Regions from separate parts of the Gossypium hirsutum genome. Here all the other regions are linked to region 1. Evidence: chromatin contacts called from public Hi-C data. All regions are on one chromosome and are shown on one strand. Each heading gives the region's core, a stretch centred on a gene start, on an enhancer-like site or on the middle of the called end of the contact. The rest is flanking DNA. Distances are from core to core; before and after follow the strand shown. Region 1 holds the start of LOC107899210 (carbon catabolite repressor protein 4 homolog 1). Region 2 holds the start of LOC107899215 (60S ribosomal protein L21-1). Region 3 holds the start of LOC107899214 (54S ribosomal protein L17, mitochondrial).

Region 1 (4,449 bases), core at 1,008-3,507:
CAACTTTTCGAAACAATCAACTTAATACATAAACACCCAGCAAATCCCACAAGCAGACAACAAATTCTAGCGAACACTTGCAATAGGGGCACAAGATAAGGTAAAAAAATGCATTCTCCAATATAAGAATCCAGCAATCACAATAAGAATGTAATATTACTGTCTCAAATTTTAGGTAAACTACAACGCACCTAAAGCATTTATCAATCAATAATAAAGATTGTATTTGATAGTGGTTAAAGTTTGTCTTAAAATGAAAAGACCTAAATACCATCCAAGGACGGAATAATCAATAAATTTAAGCTTATTATATTGCTACATGTAAGTGATGACAAAACATAAGTATAAAGTTGACCTAAATACCATACAAAGACTGAACAATCAATAAAATCAACTTTATATTTTACTAAACATCTTTATTATATTACTACATGTAACTGAAACCGAAACCAAAACCAAAGCTTAAAGTTCTAGGATCTTTTGTGATGAGGCAACCATTATAAATTTCAAGTTTCTATTACCTTTTCAGGAGTTTCTGGTGATTTTTGAAATAAAACTAGACTTACTTGTTCAACCCCAAGTTACTTTAAATAGCAGAAGCTTGATAATTACCAGTAGCACATTAAATGCCTTAGGAGTACCTTTCTGGTAATTCTTTCTTCCTACGATCAAATATTAAGTGTAGTTACTCTCAGTCTAAGTTGAAACGTTCTTACAAGCTTTCATAGGAGTAGTGGTGCTAGGTGGCCACAAGAATGAAAACAAAGGAAACAAATTATTGCCTTCGATGGAAGATTCTAGCTCATTGAACCTAGTTTTGTCTATGACGCATAAAGAGACAGAGCTCAATTGCAACATTCTTGACTCAAGCAGCGAAAACTAAATCCAAGTAAAACCAAACAAAATGGCATGAAACTCAATGCCATAATCAGAATCAAGAAACTACTTCTTGATCCTTCAAGAATTTAAAAAATAAACACATCACTAAACGAACAAGATAATCCAGAACACGGAGTAACAAAAACAAATTGCAATCCAGTAAAAAGCAACCACTCTATCTCCAAATGCACAGGTCGAAAAACCCAACTTATAGACCTCAATTCCACGCATCCCTTACGGAAACACTCAGACAATTTCACATATACTGTATTTACTACAAACAGTCATATATATCAAACCCCAAAACCAAACTCAAACCCCCATTGACCAAAATGAGAACTACACAAAGACCAAAACACCAAAAAGTAAAAAAAGAAAAAAGAATGAAACATAAAATCTAAGAAATTGTCTTATAATGCAAACACTTGCCACCTACAAAAAGCAGTTCACACATTTAGTAAAAAGCAATCAAATAATAACAAACCCAAAAGAACTAGCTCAAAATCCACTTGGCCAACATGACAACTAACCAAAATACATAAACCAAGAAATAATAAATAAATAAATAATAAAGGGTTTAATTGTTAATTAGCCATAAAAAAGTTCATACCACTTGAAAAGTTAAATGAAATTAGCCTAGCCATTGGCATAACCCCCGCCACCAACCAATAAAAAACCTAAAAGAAAGATTCTTCGACGGATTTAAAAACACTTACCACTTGTACCTCAAGAAGTGGCCATCAAGAGGGGCCGACTCAGGCACATCATCGGTTGTAACGGTCTTGTCAGGTCGGCGTAAGAGCACGTAAGGCGTGAGCTCGCAGCCAACAATTGGTATATCAGAAGGGAGGTGCACACGTAGCACGCTCAGCATGCTTTAACTTCTCGGGCTTCCTTGGTCGGTCACAGTTCGCAACGGTCACCACTTGGTAAACCTATCAAATCCAATCCTACACTAACAAGAGCAGCAGAGCAAGAAATGACCTCGAAATGATGCGCAATCTTATCGAGGCGGAATCCAGGCGGATCCGCCATTTACTTGACCCGAAAACCCGCCAGCCTTGACAATCGTCCTCTTTTTTTTTTCTTTTTTTTTTCCGATTAAACAAACCCTAGAAGACTTGTTGATTAATCCCAAATATAAACATGCAAGAACCAAGAACAGATCTTGTAACGGTATTTAGGGTTTTGAAATAGAGAATGATTGAAGGAATGAATCGAAGAAGAGATACAGAGAAAGAAAGGGGGGAAATGAGGAGATCGAATGATAGTTAGGGTTTTACAGAGGACATGAAAAAGGAAAGTCTTTATTTATAATATCTGTTTATTATTTATAGAGAGAAATAAATTTTTTCAAGGATAAAAATTAAAACATTTGTAATCTTTCCAGCGATATATCCATATAAAATTGAGGTAATTTTAACTTTAATATTTATTCTTAAAAAAATTAAAATTATGGCAACACATGTCTATTCATCTAAAGGAAAGTTGAGGGTGAAAAAGTCCATAAAATTGATTGTGCTAAGTAAATCCAATCGATTTAATTAATTTATATGGTAAGATAATCGGTTTAGGTTTTTTGTGTGGTGTACTTTTGGTATTCAATTTTCAAATTAATTTAAATTTATTCAAAAATTACTCATTGTCTAGACTTGTCCAAGGGTCCGATAAATCCCTCTTAACTAGGGTCAAGTTTAAACAAAAATTTTCACACCTTGGGTCGACCTGGCTTAGTTCAATTTCAACAACGAAAATTATTTTTAAATTTAATTATAAAAGTATATAAAATATCAATTAAAATATAATTTTTAATATTTTATTATTTTTTGAATAGTGAAATGGCCTTTTTGGGTAGACCAAGCTTGGCCAAAAATGAGTCTGGACTTGAAAAGTTTTTTGGAGCCGGGTCTCGACCTAGCCCGTGGACACTTCTACCGTAACCCCACCCCAATAAGGGATGACAACGGTGTGAGGCAGGATGAATTTTTGCCTATCTCAACCCAAACCTGAAGTTTGACCAATTTGCCCCGACCTGATCCCGAGTCTTAAGAAAAAACTCACCCTAAACCCGAACTTAAAATTTAATAAAATTCCTAACTCCATCTCGATCCAACCCGAAATTAATTTAATTATTTTATTTTTTATTTAGAAGCAGATAAGAATAATTTTTTAATTTAGACTTAAATATTAATATATTTATTTTTTTATATATGTATTTATTGAAAGCAAATATTTAGTATATGTATATATTAGGGGCAATTTTTTGTAAATATCTCAGGGCAAGGCAAAGCGGATTTACCTCAAATCCAATCTCAACACGACTATTTTTATAGTTTCACCCATTTGAATCCTCCTATTTTTCAAAAAAAAAATCCGACCCTCATGGATCGGGTTGGGCCGAAACCTGTCAAATTCAATTTTTTTTGCCATCTTTAATCCCAACTCTTAAATAGGAAGATAAGTGTGCTTCAATGTGCTTGAACTCACATTCTCTTGTACCGACAATAATGACGATGCCAGCTGAGCTAAGACTCAATCAACAAAAGTAATTTAATTTAATTCAACTAATTTTAAAAGAATTCGATTGGTGATTAAATCAACTGCATTATCAATTTTCAATTCAACCAATTTAACTAGTTAAACCATCTATTCAATAAGGGATAAATCCCAAAACTATACATAAACTATGGTTTAATATACAATTGTATACATGAACTTTGATTTTGTGCAATTATACATAAAATTTTGATTTGATCCAATTCTTGTAAATTATTAACACAATTATTGATATAACATCATTTTATGTTTATATATTGCATGCATAAATAATTATATTTATCTAATATAAAAATAAATTGATGTATTTATTTCTTTAAATATGTATAATTAAATCAAAATTAAAGTTTCAAGTATACATTTGAACAGCAATTAGAGTTTCACGTGTATAATAACATGATCCGCAAATTAAAATTCATGTATATAACTACACATTAAATCAAAGTTCATATATAATTACTTATCTCATTCAATAATTACAAAATAAAAAGTTTCAAAAAAATATAAAAATATATATAAATAAAAAATCCCAATAATAATAACATGACCGGCAAATAAAATTTATTTTCTCTTGTCCATTTATTTTGCTGATTTGAACCAAATTTCATCTGAATGATAATTCATTGATTGATTGATAAAAATACAACAATTTACCGAATCATAAGTTTTATCAATAAACTTTTAATTAATTATTAGGTAAAATTAACAAATTAGTTATTATAGATTAAATGAATTGGACTTTTTATTAAAAATTTCAATAATTTTTATTATTAATAATGATGTGGCTGACAAAGTAACCAAACAACGACACTGATATGCCACATGTACCTCATATTGATATGGCATTGTTGTTATGTTAGCAAATATTTAAAAAATAAAAATTTCTAAAAGTTAAATAAATTTTTAATTATTATTTAAAAAAAACATACATGTTTATTTTGAATGTGGTTTTTTAAATAATTATAAAATTATAAAAAAGCATTAAAAATATAATTCTTAATATTTTTAAAATAA
Region 2 (4,449 bases), core at 1,019-3,518, 250 kb before region 1:
TATTTTTAAACGAATATTTTTATATATATACGTATATTTATTTTATTTTTAATATTGTAATTATTATTTAATATTTTTTCTATATATATACTTTTTATGTACCCATTTATTTCCCTATATATATATGTATATATTTTTATATAATGTAATTATTATTTAGTTTTTTTTATATATGTACATGATTTTTAACTAATGTTTTTTTATTTATATATATATATGGATACTTATTCTTTTTAAAAAATGCTCAAATATATATATTTTTAAACACCTATTTTATAATCTATATATGTTTATCTATTTTTCTTTATTTTCATAAGTATAATATTATTGTATATATATAAGTTCTATAACCCAAAAATTTATTTGTAAACCATATGTATATTTTTAATCTTCATAATTTCTATGTGCATATTATATATCTTCTTTTCTTTGTTTATTTTGTTTGCTTTCTTCATTCGTTATTTAATTGTGTTTACATTTATTCATTTAATATTTTGCATGTCATGGATTATTGTTTTTTCATTTCGTTTATTTATTTGTTTATATTGTTTCTATGCCATTGATATATTTGTTATTGTAACGTTTATGCATACATTCAATCACGTCATCTTTTTACTCGAATTTAAAAATAGAACTTTTCAAAATAGAGATAATACTCGTATTTAGGTTTTCAAGAAAGTTGAGCCTTAACGTATTGGGTTCCGATTTTCTTCGTTAAATCTAACAATCGAGAATTACTCTTTGATCAAACAAAATAAAACTTGTCATCGGGAATTCTATATGTTGTGTCCTAACGTATTGGATGTGACACGTTGATTTCTCGAGATAAAGATTTTTTTAAAAAAAATAAAATAATAAAGGAAATATTGAATGTTTGGGATTTTAGGAAATCGTGCCCTAACGTATTGGGCTGCAATTTTTTCTTAAATTTTAAACAATTAAATATTTTCTTAAGTTTTATTACACGAGTTTTTTGGACCAACTCATCTTGAAAGGAATAAAATATTGCGCCCTAACGCATTAGGTGTGATATTTTCTTTTTTTAAAATGAGAAAGTCTTAATAAATAATTTAATTTAACTAAGGATCGTATTTATTAATTCTCGACATTACGACACTAATTAATCAACTTGGTACCAAATTTTGAGCGTTACGAGGGTACTAATCCTTCCTCGTACGTAACTGACTTCCGAACCTGTTTTTCTAAAACTCGTAGACCAAAGTCATTCTAGGTGATCCAATCACACCTTAATAAAAGATTTGTGGCAACTCTAAATTTTCATCGACAACTAATTTTTGTTTTTTTCTAAAAATAAAAATGGTTTCGACAGTTTACATATTTTATTTATTTATTTATTATTTTTTCCTTTTTTTTCCTTTCGATATATCATTGAAATCTCAATTGCATTAGAGTATTCATTCTAAAACAAATTTTATATATGTATTGTTATATTTAAAAAATACAATGAATACCAAATGTTGCAGTTCAACTCAAAGCATATTGTGAAATATTAAATACATGAATATTATTTTTATTTAACAAAGGTAAATTTGTAAAATATTATTACATTCTTAGAAAACTATTTAGTGAATCAAATGTGTTAATGCAACTTTTTAAGGATTTTAATCAATACTAATGTCTATTAAATATTGCAAAGTAACTTTCCTAATAAATCACATTCCAAAAAACCATAAAATCATACCAGAAACCACCAAAAACCAGATAAAAGTACAGAATTTACGATTTTGAAAAGAATCAAATATCATGGCAAGCCCCCACGTTACAAAAATTGCCCAATAAGCGAGACTTATATTAATATTTTGCCTTCTAACATTATCACGTTTTGGCAATATGTTGCTCTCTTGATGCAGACCCCAGATAACAATCATATAATTCTAATATTAATCCAACTCATTTTCATTATAAAAATATTTAATATATTTATCAATAAATATTAGATGTAGTTATAAGATATGTTGTACTAAAAAAATGTAAATTCGAATCTTAAAAACATAATTATTTAGAGAAACAATCACAAACCTTAAATATAAATGGTAAAAACAACATAAAAAAATCAAAAGAAATCCATCATAATTAAATTTGTAACGAATCTAAAATGATAAAACCTGAAATAATCCAGATTGGATGGGCTTAGATGCCAGGATAGTCTCAAACAACGTGGCCAGCTTCGGCTTCTGGGCTCTGATCGACAATAATCGTCCTATGGTATATAACAAGCTAAAATAGGAACAAAAGCCCAAACGCAGAACCAGAAGGTAAAAAAGGGCCCAAAAAGCCGAAAGAAAAAGAAACCCTAGCTGCTACTACTTCAAGAAAAGGAAACCTAAGCTAAGAGATCTGTAAAAAAAACAAAAAAATGCCCGCTCTCGAACAAGGGATCTGTTTGCCAGACCCTTCAGAAAGAAGGGTTACATTTCTTTGTCCACTTACCTCAGGACGTACAAGATCGGTGGGTATGTTGATGTCAAGGTAAATGGCGCCGTTCATAAGGGCATGCCCCACAAGTTCTACCATGGCCGCACCGGTCGTGTCTGGAACGTCACCAAACGTGCCATCGGCGTTGAAGTCAACAAGCAGGTCTAATTAAACAACGCTGTTTAATGATGTTTTCTTTGTGTATTTGTGGATCTTGGCTTATGATAGTTATGGATTTTGTGTTTCATTTCATGTCTTCAGATGCCGAGTACTGATATTTTACGTAATTTTTATTAGAAAATGTTGGGTGTCTGATCCATCGACAAGCTCGTATTTCAATGAGATGATATGCACCTTAACATCAGTGTAGCATTTGTTAATTTTATGGCATGTTGGGGCTGCTTTTAACATAAAAAGATCCAAATTCACTCTTCGGGATGTGCTTAAATTTTGTCTTTGAGGTTGTGTAGGGGGCTAGTTTGATATTCTTGCCTGATTGATATTTTTAACATTTGCACTCTCATGGGATGCTCTGTTCATGTGAGATTTGAAATCTGTGTGTCCGCATTAATATGCTCAAGGTTGCAGGTCGGTAATCGGACTATAAGGAAGAGGATTCACGTGCGAGTAGAGCACGTTCAGCCTTCAAGGTGCGTTGAGGAATTCAAGCTGAGGAAGGTGAAGAATGATCAACTCAAGGCAGAGGCTAAAGCAAAGGGCGAGGTCATTAGCACCAAGAGGCAGCCAAAAGGACCCAAACCTGGTTTCATGGTAGAGGGTGCTACTTTGGAAACTGTTACTCCCATACCATATGATGTCGTTAACGATCTCAAGGGTGGTTACTAGATCTAGCTGTTGTGCGTTTGTGTGTTTTTTGGCAAACATAAGTGAACGTGGATTAGTAAAAATGGCAGTGGATAAACAGATGACTGCAAGTTGTAAGGTTTTTCACCACAGAAAGTGCATGAAATGTCAAAAAGTATATTTATCCTTTTATGAAAATAGCATCCTCTGCGGGTAACCCATTGAATTCTAGTATTTTGTTACCACTGAATGTTTTCTCTATTTAACACTTGTTCTCGTTAATTGGTTTAGATTTCCAAACTTTCAGCGCATTGCGAGTGATATTCATAGGATCCTCTGATTCTATATTTCCAAGCATTTTCTATCACTTGTTGGCACCCAGAGCCACAAGGCCTCAAATAGGCTTCCTTGTCGAGCAGACCATGATCAAAATGGCAAAGAACTGGATTGGACGATGATTTAACCCACATGTAATTATAGAATAATCTGTCCAGCAGTTCTATTGTTTGTCCTGATTTAAACTCAAACAAATAATTGTAGCCTCAGTATTTAAACTCAAACAAATAATTGGTAAATACTGAGGCTACAATTATTTGTTTGAGCATTTCCTTGGAGTTCTATTGTTTGTCCTGAGTTTACACTCTTGATTTATTTAAGCATTTCCATGTACTTCACTTTGAAAGTATAATATCTCCAAGGAAATGCTTAAATAAATCAAGAGTGTAAACTCCCAAGTGATACAAAATGAAACACTCCCTAAAACTACATTCGTCATTTACGACTCCCTTAGGCTACATTTGTTTTTTTTTTCTTCTTTTTTTGGTAGCAAATAAAATTAGTACATGACTAAATTTCCAGCAAGACTGATGTCCAAGTACCGCTTCATGCAGCAACATGTTTATGTCCTCCTCTAGTAGACTTCACACGTGATGGTGGATCTATGAGAACTATCAACTGTTTCATTCCTCCTGCCGTCTTAGCTATGCAGTCAGCAAGCATGTTACTATTTCTCAAGACATGTCTAAATTTAATAGAAAAGTAGTCGTTTTCCAAATCTAGGATCTTTAATGGGTGTTTTGTTTTCCAGATGGTCTGTAGTTTGCTAGACATAGTGAGGTATGAGATCCTTCTGCCAAGTAGCTTTACAATTATAGTCCGAGACATCCAGTAAGTGATGAATTGATGCACTCGCTCAGAGAAAGTAATGAA
Region 3 (4,449 bases), core at 1,068-3,567, 180 kb before region 1:
ATGAATTAAAAAAATTATTAATTTTATGAGCAAAAAGGCTAATAATACCAAGGCATACATCTTTGCATGGTACATTATCTTAGTTTCTGAAACTTAGATTTTGTCAATAGAAACTCAGTAAACTGGTTTTCCCTATACTCAGTTGGGATGCGAAAATGCTAAAAATACAAAATTAAAAGCTTGAATATTCAAGATTTTTCTCGAGATGGTTTAATCTGTCAATACCTTTGCAAATTTTGATATGTCTCTAAACAAGTAAACATCAAGAGTGAGTTCCTTTTTTATTCCGTTTTTATTTGCATGTGTGTGCTTGTGCTTGTGCTTGTGCTTGACCAAGTATCATTTGAAATAAAGATTGACCATTTATGCACTTTGATTTCAGTAATCTCAATAAACCATTGATTGTTTTATTCCTTTTTTATTTACATGCATGTGCTTGTGCATGATCAAGTATCATTAAAAGTCTCTATGCACGATAACTTTGATAAGTCAGATTGTTAATGAACCCGGATCTGCTGCTTTAGAATATTTCAATCTCCATAGATTATTGGGTTCTCATTGCCTAATTTGTAATTTCCTTGCTTGATGTTGAATATTTAAAATATATGGTCTGTACTATGTAGTTTGATAAAGCTTTCTTTAATCTAAGTAAGATCTATTGCTATAATGTAGTAATTATTAGACATGAAGAATTGTGTGCTGTGATGATTATTTTATTTTGTTACATTCCTTTATATGTAATTTTTTCATTTATCAAATGGACTTGTATCCTTTTCTTTTTTTCTAGGGGTCTGAATAATGGAGTTTTTAACAATGAATTTTTTTTATGCAGACTTTGTTTTTTTTTTCTGGTGTAAAATAAGGGTTTAATTTGTTCTTTTTGACTCTGTCTTTAGTTAATTTGTTCTTTTTAACTTGTAGATGAGTGATCCAATTCCAAGTCGTCATATAATCATGTTTAAAAATTTTAAATAAAAATATTTTTTTTAAAATTACATAAAAATAAATAACACTAGTCATTTTTTTAATTTAACTCAAACAATTATATTCGATTCGATTTGAATTCCATCCCACTCGACACGATTCGTAAAAATTTCAAATCGAGTTAGGATGATAAAATAGGATTTGAAAACTCGATTAACTCAAAAATTTTTCATTCGGTTCAATTCGATCGAATGCTCACCCCTAGTGAGAGTTTTCTTTTAGAGTTTCATATTTGACTAGTAATAGTGGTTTATTTTTAAAAAAAAGTCCAATGTACTCATCTTTTGCTTTGATATTGTTAATTATGTAGCAAAAGAAGGTTTCTCTTTTGAGGATGTCAACAGTGTTTGAATGGGGGCTTCAATTGGTCCTTTAATTGACTTGGTCATTCATATCGACCCAAAGTATCTCTCTACAATCTCTTGATTTTGTTTGGAATAACATTGATGTGTGTTGTTTTATTTGATTATTGTTTCTTGTGTGCATGACTGTTGATGTTTATTTGGTCGTGTGTATTCCCCTCATTGAGTGTGTTAGTAATAAGTTGGGAAAGTCAAATCCATCAAGTGAAGGAAAAACTAGTTTGAAAGTAGTCGTTGAAGTCCCTTTTAGTTGAATGGGGTAAAGATAAAGTAAATAAAAAACAAGGAAAAAATAAAACATAAAAAGAAGTTTTGAAAGTTTTAACAAATAAAAGAGATAAGGTTATTTTTGTTTATTGTTTTTTTTCATTAAAATGACTATAAATGAAACCTAACTGTACATTAATATAGCTCTCCAAATGACCAGTAGACAATAAATGAAAACCCATTTTATTTTTATTGTAATTTAAAATTCTTAAACTGTTCTTTGTGATTTTTGAAATCCCCTGCTTCATCGGAGACTGATTTCAGGTATGAATGAAGGAGACTGATTTCAGGTATGAATCTTTACTTCAATTTTGTCTTTTGCCTTTTCATCTCTGTTTTTAGTTTCAGATCTGTGCTTCCTTACTTGTATTTCAGTGGGTTTTAGTTTCAGGTCTCAGTCTGGTTCTTGTTTTTGTTTGTTTATTGTCTAGTATATGTTATTTATTTTTGGATTTCTTGTTTGCCTCTGTTTAAGATGGTTGTGTTATGGTCTATTTGTTTTGTAATTTCTGCTTAGCAGAATACTGTTGGGGGTTGGGGTTTTGTGTTTGGGTCTTGCGGCATGGTAGTTTTTGGGCTTTTCTGCCTGGGTATATGGGTTTGGAGACTGAATCGTGGGTGTGGGTTTTGTGGGCTTGAGGCGTGGGTTGGGGAGCTGGGGTTTGGGGTTTTTTAGTTAAACAAAAATTAAAAATACCTAAATGAAAAGTAAAAATAAAAATAAAAAATTACTACGATACCTTCACACTGGATTTAGGTTTAAGCAGGCCTTTTCAAGTTGAGAATGCACAGATCGTTGGTTCGGCCATTCATGGGGGTGCGTGGGTTTTCCTCAACCTCCAAGAAAATTGTGGCGTCGGTATTGTTCGAGAGATTACCTGTCGTTATTCCCAAATTGGATCCTGTGGTTTATGCATTCAAGAGTTTTCGTAAGTTTTCATTCTCGTGAGAAAATCTGGGAATGTTCTATCTAGGATACCTTAGATGTCTATTGGTTAGCTCATTGATGCAAAAAGGAAGAAAAAAAGCTAAAATATTTTGCTGAAAACAACATGATTAGTGGTTTATGGCACAAAGTTATTAGCTTTTTTAGTTCAAATTTTCAGCTACTAATTGGGGTTTTATGGAAATAGATGAAACTCTTGCGATTTATTTATGTAATTGCTTTTGTTTTATGCAGCTTTCGATGGAGGCAGCAGTATTGACACAAATATCCTTATGAATTCTTGGACATGTCTAAATCTAGGCAAGTTATAAATTTGATTCAGTTATATTAGGGGCATTTATTTGTATGTTGGGTCTTTCTTTCCAGCTTAAGTGGTTACCGACTAAGCATAAAAGTTGTTTATTTTATGCATAGCAATTAAGAAAAAAAAGGAAAGCAATTGATTTATCCAAATGAATGATTTAGAGTCGTGATTCCTCTGGAGAGCTGATTTGGAGAAAACAATGTAGAGTAATTTAGGCTTAATTGTTTTCAATTGAAAAACAACAGCCTCAAAAGCAATGGAAGTTGTTCGTTTGGATACATTATGTATGTTATGCTCCTTCTCCTTGCTTTGCATTTTCAATGGGTACATGCATGACTTCAGATTTGCACATTAAGAAAAAGGTGAAGTGCAACAAAGATGATTTTAGTTTTCAGCTAATGTAGTGAATTTGTTGTATAACCAGGGGAAAAGGTGATTACCAAATTGACAACGTTCCAGCTCCAAGGATCACTGAAGCTGACAAAACGATTGACAGAAAGTAAGTTGTAGATTTCATATTGCTCATTGGAACTTAATTATCAGGAGACCGTTCTTTGTTTGGAAGAGATCGAATATGTGTTGTCAAGAACTAACAATTTTTGGGAATAACTGGCCTGAAATCTGCATTAATAATCTCTAAGAAGCTGACAAAACGAATGACGAAAGAAAGTGGTGCATTTTTAATTGTTCAGTGTAACACTTTTATCTATGGGCTATTCTTTGTTTGATAGAGATCAGATATATGTCATAAGGAACTAATAGTGTATAGGAAGAAATGATCAGAATTGGATCTCAAAGTGCTTTTCTCTTCTAGTTAAAGTATCTGTCTCCTTATTTATACATAACAGTTATGTGAACAAACAATAAACATCATCCTTAAGAAAAAAATTTCTTCCTCTCGGTGGTTGTGGCCTTGTGTGGATAAAAAGTGAAGTTAGTACATTTGAGCGACTGTTAGTAGTTTAGTACAATATTTTGATTGCGAAAGCTCTGAACTTTGTATTTGTCAAGGTCATTGCAGAGAGCACTTGATAGAAGATTGTATCTTCTTCCATATGGTAACAGTAATGCAGCTCCTAGCGGGAAACCTGTGTGGCATTTTCCAGAAAAAGTTTATGATTCAGAGGAGACGTTGCGCAAGGTAATGGTTTTTATGCATCTTGTTTCTTTTTCTTTTTTGTTTTATCAATATGACATAAATATGAAATATTTGCAGTGTGCAGAGTCTGCCTTAGCATTCGTACTCGGAGACCTCTCTCACACTTATTTTGTCGGAAATGCTCCCATGGGGCACATGGTTATACGGCAGATGGAGAATGTGCCTGAACCATTTAAGGTATTTCAAGCAAAATGGTGGTATTATTTACCTCTTATATTGATGTAATAATTGTCTTTTAGTCTTTTTAATCAAATGTCAATCTTGTTTGGATAACATACATGCACTTCACTTTTTCCTACCTTATGTTTTTACTTTCTGTCAGCGATATTTTTTCAAGTCTCAAGTGATTGATACCAACAAGTTCGATATCCAGAAGTGCGAGGATTTCGTTTGGGTGACCAAAGATGAACTCTTGGAGTATTTTCCT

Evidence for each region. A called contact is a pair of places that touch in the nucleus more often than the background predicts.
Region 2: a Hi-C map of leaf shows a contact between it and region 1, with 2.3 times the contacts expected there. The contact joins the promoter of LOC107899215 here to the promoter of LOC107899210 in region 1. A contact is called at or near these places in 6 of 34 Hi-C or Micro-C datasets (callus and leaf).
Region 3: a Hi-C map of leaf shows a contact between it and region 1, with 2.1 times the contacts expected there. The contact joins the promoter of LOC107899214 here to the promoter of LOC107899210 in region 1. A contact is called at or near these places in 6 of 34 Hi-C or Micro-C datasets (callus, hypocotyl and leaf).

The regions. Positions count from the first base shown.
Region 1 is chrD04:31,182,364-31,186,812 of Gossypium_hirsutum_v2.1, forward strand. It overlaps LOC107899210 (carbon catabolite repressor protein 4 homolog 1), which reads right to left and starts at 2,258. Exons shown (of 12, transcript XM_016824858.2): 1 at 1,596-2,258. The coding sequence starts at 1,753.
Region 2 is chrD04:30,935,352-30,939,800 of Gossypium_hirsutum_v2.1, forward strand. LOC107899215 (60S ribosomal protein L21-1) reads left to right here and starts at 2,269. Exons shown (of 2, transcript XM_016824868.2): 1 at 2,269-2,598; 2 at 3,025-3,471. The coding sequence starts at 2,515. The coding sequence ends at 3,282.
Region 3 is chrD04:30,999,251-31,003,699 of Gossypium_hirsutum_v2.1, forward strand. It overlaps LOC107899214 (54S ribosomal protein L17, mitochondrial), which reads left to right and starts at 2,318. Exons shown (of 6, transcript XM_016824866.2): 1 at 2,318-2,542; 2 at 2,794-2,859; 3 at 3,288-3,362; 4 at 3,875-4,004; 5 at 4,080-4,199; 6 at 4,345-4,449. The coding sequence starts at 2,846.